2 separate regions of the Rattus norvegicus genome follow, and region 1 is linked to region 2. Evidence: chromatin contacts called from public Hi-C data. All regions are on one chromosome and are shown on one strand. The core of a region is the stretch at or near the end of the contact, and the rest is flanking DNA. Distances in the headings are between cores, read along the strand shown.

Region 1 (4,219 bases), core at 1,378-3,877, 370 kb after region 2:
ACAGAAGGTGCTCAGTAAATATTTGTTCATTTCCCACATTTAACAAGTCAGTTGGTTTTGTAGATTCTGTCTTTATAATTTCTATTTTCCTTAATATGAAGTTCATGAGGGCAGGTAGTTTTTAACCACTTGCCTCCGCATTCACTAAGTAAATATATCCACTTCATTTCCAGTTCAGGGGGATACCACACTCATGCCCAATTATTTTAGATGATTGCACATGAAGCTTATCAGCAACTGAAAGCTATCTTAGCCAGAGAGCTGAGATGCTGAATGAAGTAGCAACAGAAGGCATCATGCCCCACTGACCTTGACTTCTGGGTTCCTCTGGGAGGTGGAGATGTGGCTTACCAATCTGCAATATTGTCATGGTTTCTTCCAAATAAACCCCATATGGAATGTAGCTCAACGACAAAGCCTAGCAGGATGAGGCCCTGGGCTCAATCTTCAGGACAATATGTAAATGTATACATTTAAAACTTGTATATGGGTTTGGGGACGTGGCTCGGTGGATAAGAATTCTTGCTTTTGCAGAGGACCCAGGTTTCAGTTCCAAGCACTCACAAGCTTCTTGAAATCATCTTTACCTCCAGCTCCAGAGGACCCAATGCCCTCTTCTGGTTCTGTGGACACCAGGCACACATGAACCTATGTGCATGCAAAATATGCACACACACACACACACACACACACACACACACACACACTGCTTTCATATAAAGCTCCTCAGGCCTGGTGCAAGAACATATAATTTCAGTACTTGAAGGCTGAGAGGAAGACCTCAAGTTCCAGTGCCTTGGGTAAGGGCTAAAGGTCATGTGGTCTGAAAAGTTCTAAAAGGAAGCATGTGGGGCTGGCAGAATAGAGGAGTTGAGCAAGGTAGTGCATGCTTGCCTATATAAGCACTGGGAAGTTGAGACAAGAGAATGAAATCCAGGCCAGCCTGGGCTATACAGCAAGACCCTGACAATAACAAAAGAAATAAAGGAAGCAGGCAAGCAGACAAAACAGGGTAGAGGACATGGAGACAGACCCAGAAGTTCTGCTCAGTAGCTATAGATTCTGACCTTTATCTATAAAATAGGGGTTAAAATGCTCACCTTGCAATGGCGTTAAGAGGGTTAGGAATATTTGCTCAATATTCCTGGCTCAGGGAATGCTTGATAAATTAGACTTTTTATACTTAACTCTTTTTGTGTGTGATGAGGGGGGTGTCAAATTCAGGGCTTCTACTTTCTAGGCAAGCGTTCTACCACATCACCAGCTCTTATTAGTTATTGACCAAGGCAGGAGTTTACTAAGTTATCCAGGTAGGTCTTGACTTCTGACTCTCTTGGTAGTTGGGACTACAATCCTGTACTGCTAGGACTGGCTTACCCCGGTATTTTATGCTTCCAGCTTGTGGACATAGGCACAAAGATGGTATGCAGGTAAATGTTCAGGCTGCTCCCATCACAAGAAAACCAGCATCCCCTCCACCACCACCCACCAAGGCTCAAAGAACACTAATTTCTTTAAACATCCAGAGTTGAACTTGGCCAATTAAAGCTTTCTGCTAGCATCATGGAGTGTATCAGTAGCCCAGCACCAAGGTACAGTCAGCTTCCAACAAACATAAAGGTGGTGACGGCGGTCAGGCCAATGGCTCACAAGGTGAATTGGCTCCAAAGCTATCAGGCCTTACAACAGGCTGGCACCTGCAGTTTGCAGCGCTGGCTTTCAGGACCCTCCGTTGTCCTTTGTGATAGTGCCACCTAGTGGAAACGACGAGGTAGTGCCACAAATTTCAAGTCCTGGTCAGGATCAGTGCGACGAGGTGGGAGGATGAATAGTAAGTAGTAGGTCAGGTCGGCAAGGGTGTCTTCTATTCAATCCCTAGGTTAGTACTCTGCACTCACAAAAACGAACTCCAGTGATTCTTTCTCCCCAAACATAACTGACCAGAGACCATACTCGACACCAGTAACCTTGCACCGAGTCTTTGGGAACAGGCTAAGGAGGCCTCGCTGTCTTGTACAGAGCCATTGTTCTGATGGAGAAACTGAGGCTCAGTAGAAGCGTAGATAACCCAAGGTCACACGCCGTACGGGAACCGCAGGGAGATCCAAGTCAATTTCTCCGACCACTCACCGGGCTCGCCGCCGCAGACGCAGAGGCAGGCGACGCGGCCCGACGACCGCCATGGGGGATACAGGACGGACACCGCTAGCCACCGCACGCGGGGCCGGCCGGACGCAAGCAGGAAGCAAGAGTCCCGCGCGGGGAGCCCCTGGGAACACAGGCGACGACCACGTGACAGGAGACGCCGGCCATGTGACGGGGAAGCGCTGGCAAAGGCCCTGGTGCACAGTCACGCACGACGCACGTACACGCACGGAAGCGCTTCGAGCAGCGAGGCGAGGGCCGCGGGTCACATGTGGAGGGTGACAGGCGCGGGCCGGGGGGCGGGAAAGACGCGCGGATCACGTGCCGGGGGCCGGAGCTCAGAGGTCACGTGAGGCCGGAGGCGGGGCCGCCGCGGAGGGGGAGGGGCGCGCGGCTTCCGGCGGCCGTGGGGGGGGTGGGCCGGCGAGCGGAGGGGGCCTGTCCCGGAGGTGGCGGCGGCGCCATCTTGGCGAAGGGGGGATCAGGAAGTGCGGACCGCGGCGGCGGCGGAGCCCGGAGCGGAGGCCGGAGGCTCCCGGCCCGCCGGCCCCGGAGCGGAGCGGAGCGGAGGATGCAGCAGCCGCAGCCGCAGGGGCAGCAGCAGCCGGGGCCGGGGCAGCAACTGGGGGTCCAGGGGGCGGCGCCGGGGGCCGGGGGCGGCCCGGGAGGGGGCCCGGGGCCAGGGCCCTGCCTGAGGCGGGAGCTGAAGCTGCTCGAGTCCATCTTCCACCGCGGCCACGAGCGCTTCCGCATTGCCAGCGCCTGCCTGGACGAGCTGAGCTGCGAGTTCCTGCTGGCCGGAGCCGGAGGGGCCGGGGCCGGGGCTGCGCCCGGACCCCATCTCCCCTCCCGGGGGTCGGTGCCGGGGGACCCCGTCCGCATCCACTGCAACATCACGGTGAGGACCTCGCTTGCGCCACGCTGGGGGTCCCTTGTCTGGTGCTCGAAATCACACCATACAACCTCCTGCTCTCGAAGGACCCGGAGGCCGGAGCTCCCTCTTGGTGCTTGGCTCCTTCTCTCCAAGGCTACACTTGTTTCTTCAGCTTGAGGTTCTGTGGTGCAGTCACAGTCTTTGCTGTTGACCCCTGAGAGCGAGGGACACCGGGACATGTGGCCCCTCAACCACATCTTCCTATGAATCCACCCACACCTCAGGTTTTGGCTCCTTCTGCTTACTCCTCCACAACTTCACCATGTCACCTAGAAATGCCCATTTCTTCTCCCCACCCCAACTCTAATAAGATTCCAGGCCTCTGCTGGAAGGACCTAGTCTGGAACTCAGCCCAGTTCCATAGTGACCCTTCTCAGTAGTTCTTTCCGCTTAGATGTTACCACCTGTGGGCTCCCTGCGCAAGCATCCCTCGTGCAACCCCTTTGCTCCCTGAATTTCACCAAGTAGTAGTGCCGTTCATTGACTCCACGTTGGATTTCCTCTTCCTTACTCTGGTGTAACTAACCTTTAACTCCTCTTTTTGCCTTGGCTGGTAGCAACTTTGGCACTTCCCTCCCCATTCCTAGGATCATGTCTGCTTATCCTTGGTGATTGTTGCCTTTTCTGGTGGTGATAGCAGTGTGCATGCGTGTGTGTGTGTGTGTGTGTGTGTGTGTGTGTGTGTGTGTGTGTGTGTGTGTTGAGCAGTAACAGTGTCATTCTCCCCAGTAGGCATCATTCCATCCTAACTATACTAGATTAGGAAGCACCTTACATGTGTCCTGCCTTATTTTATCCCCTAGTGTCCCTTGAGGAAATTGTTGGGTGTAATGTTTTAACAGCTGGTACTGTGTGATCTAGTGCTCATGTTGTTCGGTAACACCCACTGTAATGATCTTGTCCCTCCTAGAGCTAGCCAGAGAGCTAGTGGGCAGCTAGCTCTCCACACTAGAAATGGGAGTTGCCTGGGGGGGGAAGACAGACTTGTGAGTTTTGTGGTTCTTGGAAGCTTCAATTCATTTTTCATGGTGTTTTCTAGCCCTTTCTGCCACCAAACCAGGTCGTGGTTTGGTGAGGTAACTTTGGGAGTGGAGTAATAATGAGATACTTGAGTTTTGATGGGGACTCATCTATCCAAGC
Region 2 (4,181 bases), core at 182-2,681:
ATAAGGTTTCTTTGTGTAGCTTTAGCTATTCTGGAACTGGCTCTGCAGACCAGGCTGGCCTCAAACTCATGAAGATTCACTTGCTTCTGCCTCCCAAGTGCTGTAAAGGCATGTGCCACCTTGCTCCTAGGACCTTGTAGTCTTGTGACCTTGGATAAGTTTCTTAATTTCTTTGAGGCTGTTTCATAATCTATAGAGATCTGTAATAAAAAACCTAACTGCACGGAATTGTTGCGGTTTGTAAGGCTTCATGTGATGTAGTGAGTGCAGACCAGCCTCTGGTAGACAATAAAAAAGATCAGGGTAACTATTACTGTTAGAAACCTATGCTTGCCACCTCCCCACACTGGGGCCATTCAGAATAGAGTCCTTTCTTCCAGTACCTTCCTTCTAGCTCACCTATCCAGTCTGCTGAGCTCCTTGAATAACTTAAAAACACGTGGGATACACATCACATACACCTGTGCTTCCTCTCCTTGCCCTGCCTCCTGTAATTATGTGGCTACTTTGCTCCCCTTTGCTTCTCCGTGGCAAGTTGTAGGAAAGTTACTATCCATCTTTCAACAAAAAAACTAATTTTCTTCCAATAGGGTCATTTTCCTCCAATATGTTAGAACTCACTCCAGGGCCCTACTTTGACAAGAAAGGGGATTCCCATTCTGGTTTCCCTCCTTTCACCGGAAAGAGAGCCCACAGCAGTAGAATGCCACACTCTTCCCCTCTTCCATTCCAGACACACCTTAAGGATCTCATCTCCAACAATGATGATGCCCGCTGTCACGCTGCGTCCTGGGGGCAGTTCAGAGGCCCTAGATGCCATGGTCCTGCTCTCTCTGCTTTTTTGCAAGGCTTTCAAGTAGCCACTCAGAACCCCAAATTGGGGTCGTAAGTACTGAGAGGCCGCCAGGTCTACAGGTCTACAGGATACTGGAGGCCATACCCTGAGTACTCAGTCCGGGGTTGAGGGAGCCTGGAAGAGCCGGAAAGGACAATGAAGATGGCAGGAGTGTAACTTTTTCCTTCTTGGAGGAAGGCTCAATTTTCTTTAGTCACCTTTACTCTGGTCTCTTTAACGTATTCTTAAGGCCCAGGTTCCTAAAAGCGTCTCGATTCCTATTTATTTAAAAGTGCCATGTTCTCCCAAGACCTACCACTTTAGCTATTTCCGTTTGCTGAGCAGGTCTGAAATTTGCTCTGTCTTGGGTATCTGCACCTTTAAATGTCTCTCTTCTCTTCGGATCACCTGCCCCTTTAAATGTCTACCTTATTCTGGGCCTTAGGGTCCCTTTAAATGCATTTCTTTCCTCCCTCCACCACTCACCAGGACTTAACCTACTTTTGCACCCTTTCTATCCCGAAATCTGTTTTTCTCACCAGGCTTCAGATCGCTGATCTTGTATCATTCCACCTCTATTTTGCCCCCTTCACAGGGTCATTCGCTCTTTCCTTCCCGCATGTCCTAGGACAGCTTCCGTAACTCAAAGTCCCACCTAACAATGCTTCATGTTGATTGGTTACTCTGGCTGTCGCTTACTCTTAACAATAGTTCTATTGGTCTATTTGGCAATCGCTCATGCGCTTCATCCTAGGCGCTAAGGAAATGCTAAGTTGTTATTGGCAACACCACGTAGTCATCACTGCCCGGAAATAAAAATAGGGGCCTGCCCTTAGCCCATGGAAGGCGGGACTTAAAGAGTTTGGTACGGGAAAGGAGAATGTTGGGAAGTGCTTTAAGGACTGTCGGGTGCGGCTTTGTGATCTGATTCTGTTTCATTCAACTATTAAAAAACAGTTAAGACAGAGCCCCAGTATATAGCCCTGGAAATAACTTGTTTATACAGATCAGACTGGTCTCGAATTGGTTGGGAAGTGGTGGGATTCATGGCGCGTGTTACTACTGTTTGTCGCATCCACATTTCTTTTTCTGTCTCTCTCCTCTTTCGAGATATGGTTTCTCTGTGTAGCTTGGCTTAACTGGAATTCGCTCTGTGGACCAGGCCTATTAACTCCTCCAGACTCTGCCTCCAAAGTTCTGGGACTTAAAAGGCGTATGCCACTCCCGCCCGGTTTTGCCTTTTTTTTTTTTTTTTTTTTTTTTTTTTTTTTGTTCTTTTTTTTCGGAGCTGGGGATCGAACCCAGGGCCTTGCGCTTCCTAGGCAAGCGCTCTACCACTGAGCTAAATCCCCAACCCCCGGTTTTGCCTCTTATATTTGAGGGAGATCTTCCTTTCAGAGTCCCTGGGATGGGCAGCCCAAGATAGTGCGCCAACCTGGGGTTCTGTTTTGTAGCAGAAAGATGAAGACGGTGTTTATCCATCTCACAATGGAGTGTGAGTTGCAGAGTGTGATATCTTCGTTTCTTTCTAATATAAACGTAAAAACTACTTAAGCCTCTGACACTAAAAATTAAAAACCCTTTCCTGCCCCGACCCCCTCCAGAAGAACATCACTTTTCAGTGATGGGCCCCTGCAGAGAAGGAGTAAGTAGAAGTAACTTGTATTCACTTTGGGTACCCATAACATCCTATCGAATTCCTATTTCGGTGCCCCTCCACCCTTTGCTTTGCTGGGGGAAAATAGCTTAATCATCTGCGATTTTTAAAAACCAAAAACGTTTTTACCATTATTGTATGATGGGAGGGCAGCAATGCCACAGCAGGCATATGGAAGCCAGAGGACAACTTTCTGGTGTCCCTTCTCTTTCACCTTTATGTGGGTGCTGGGATCTAACCCAGGTGGTCCAATTTGGGTGGCCAAACCTTACTCTTTTACCTGCTGAACCACCTCACTATCCCTGGATATTATGGTTATGTAAACTGTGATGCAGTAGATTTGGATGGGTCTGAGATCTACATTTCCCCCGGGATTTTCTGTTGTGACTTGAAGGTGTGCTAAACCACAAATGGCCATATTTTATTCCACAAAATCTTTTCAGATAAATATGCTCTGTTACACGTGAGGAACAATGTTAGCAACGTGGCTTAGTGGTGAGCACTGGTCTAACATTGGGAGGATCTGAGTTCATATCTCAGGACTGAGAAAGAATTATATATTGTTGGATATAAGTTCAGAAAGGTCAAGGGGTGCCACACAACCTTAAAAATGCTACAGTGAATGAAAGATCAGCTTTAAGTAGTAAGTCCTGTGGGATTTCCTTAGTTTAATAAAAGAAAAAAAATAAGCAGCTAAAAGGGGGATGGGTGGGTGGAGGAAGAGTGCAACCAGAATTATAGACTTGTTTGAAAAAAAATCTTTTTTTTTTTCGGAGCTGGGGACCGAACCCAGGGCCTTGTGCTTCCTAGGCAAGCGCTCTACCGCTGAGCTAAATCCCCAACCCCTGAAAAAATCTTTTTAAAAAGATGTATTTATTCATTATGTATAACTACACTGTAGCTGTCTTCATACGCACCAGAAGAAGGCATCAGATTCTATTACAGATGGTTGTGAACCACCATGTGGTTGCTGGGATTTGAACTCAGGACCTCTGGAAGAGCAGCTAGTGCTCTTAACCACTGAGCCAACTCTCCAGCCCTTGTTTGAAATTCTTAAACTGGGAGTGGTGGTACACACCTTTAATCTTAGCACTCAGGTGGCAGAGGAAGGTGGATCTAAGTTTGAGGCCAACCTGGTCTACAGAATGAGTTCAAGGCTAGCCAAAACCATATAGTAAGACCCTGTCACAAAATAAGCAAACAACAATAATTCTAAAAAGAATATAATAAACAAAAAATACCACTAAAAACACACCAAACATCCACTTGCCTAATGACTGCCTAATACATGGTATTTTTTATTGTATTAAAAATGCTGGGCTGGAGAGATGGCTCAGCGGTTAAGAGCACTGGCTGCTTTTCCAGATGTCCTGAGTTCAATTCCCAGCAACCACATGGTGGCTCACAACTGTCTGTGATGGAATCTGGTACCCGTTCTGATGGGTCTGAAGACAGTGACAGTGTGCTCATATACATTAAGTAAATAAATCTTTAAACAAATTACTAAAAAAAAAATGCTGACTTCTTCCTAAACAAATGTTCATTTATTATATATGAGTACACTGTAGCTGTCTTCAGATACACCAGAAGAGGGCATCAAATCTCTTTACAGATGGTTGTGAGCCACCATGTGGTTGCTGGGAATTGAACTCAGGACCTCTGGAAGAGTAGTCGGGTGCTCTTAACCAC

What was found. A called contact is a pair of places that touch in the nucleus more often than the background predicts.
Region 1: a contact with region 2 is called in a Hi-C map of frontal cortex, with 2.3 times the contacts expected there. The contact joins the promoter of Ube2q1 here to the promoter of Flad1 in region 2. A contact is called at or near these places in 2 of 12 Hi-C or Micro-C datasets (frontal cortex and psoas muscle).

What each region holds. Positions count from the first base shown.
Region 1 is chr2:177,493,933-177,498,151 of GRCr8, forward strand. Ube2q1 (ubiquitin conjugating enzyme E2 Q1) reads left to right here and starts at 2,628. Exons shown (of 13, transcript NM_001106448.2): 1 at 2,628-3,043. The coding sequence starts at 2,717.
Region 2 is chr2:177,125,219-177,129,399 of GRCr8, forward strand. Flad1 (flavin adenine dinucleotide synthetase 1) reads right to left here and starts at 1,432. Exons shown (of 8, transcript NM_001110138.1): 1 at 1,375-1,432; 2 at 740-970. The coding sequence starts at 820.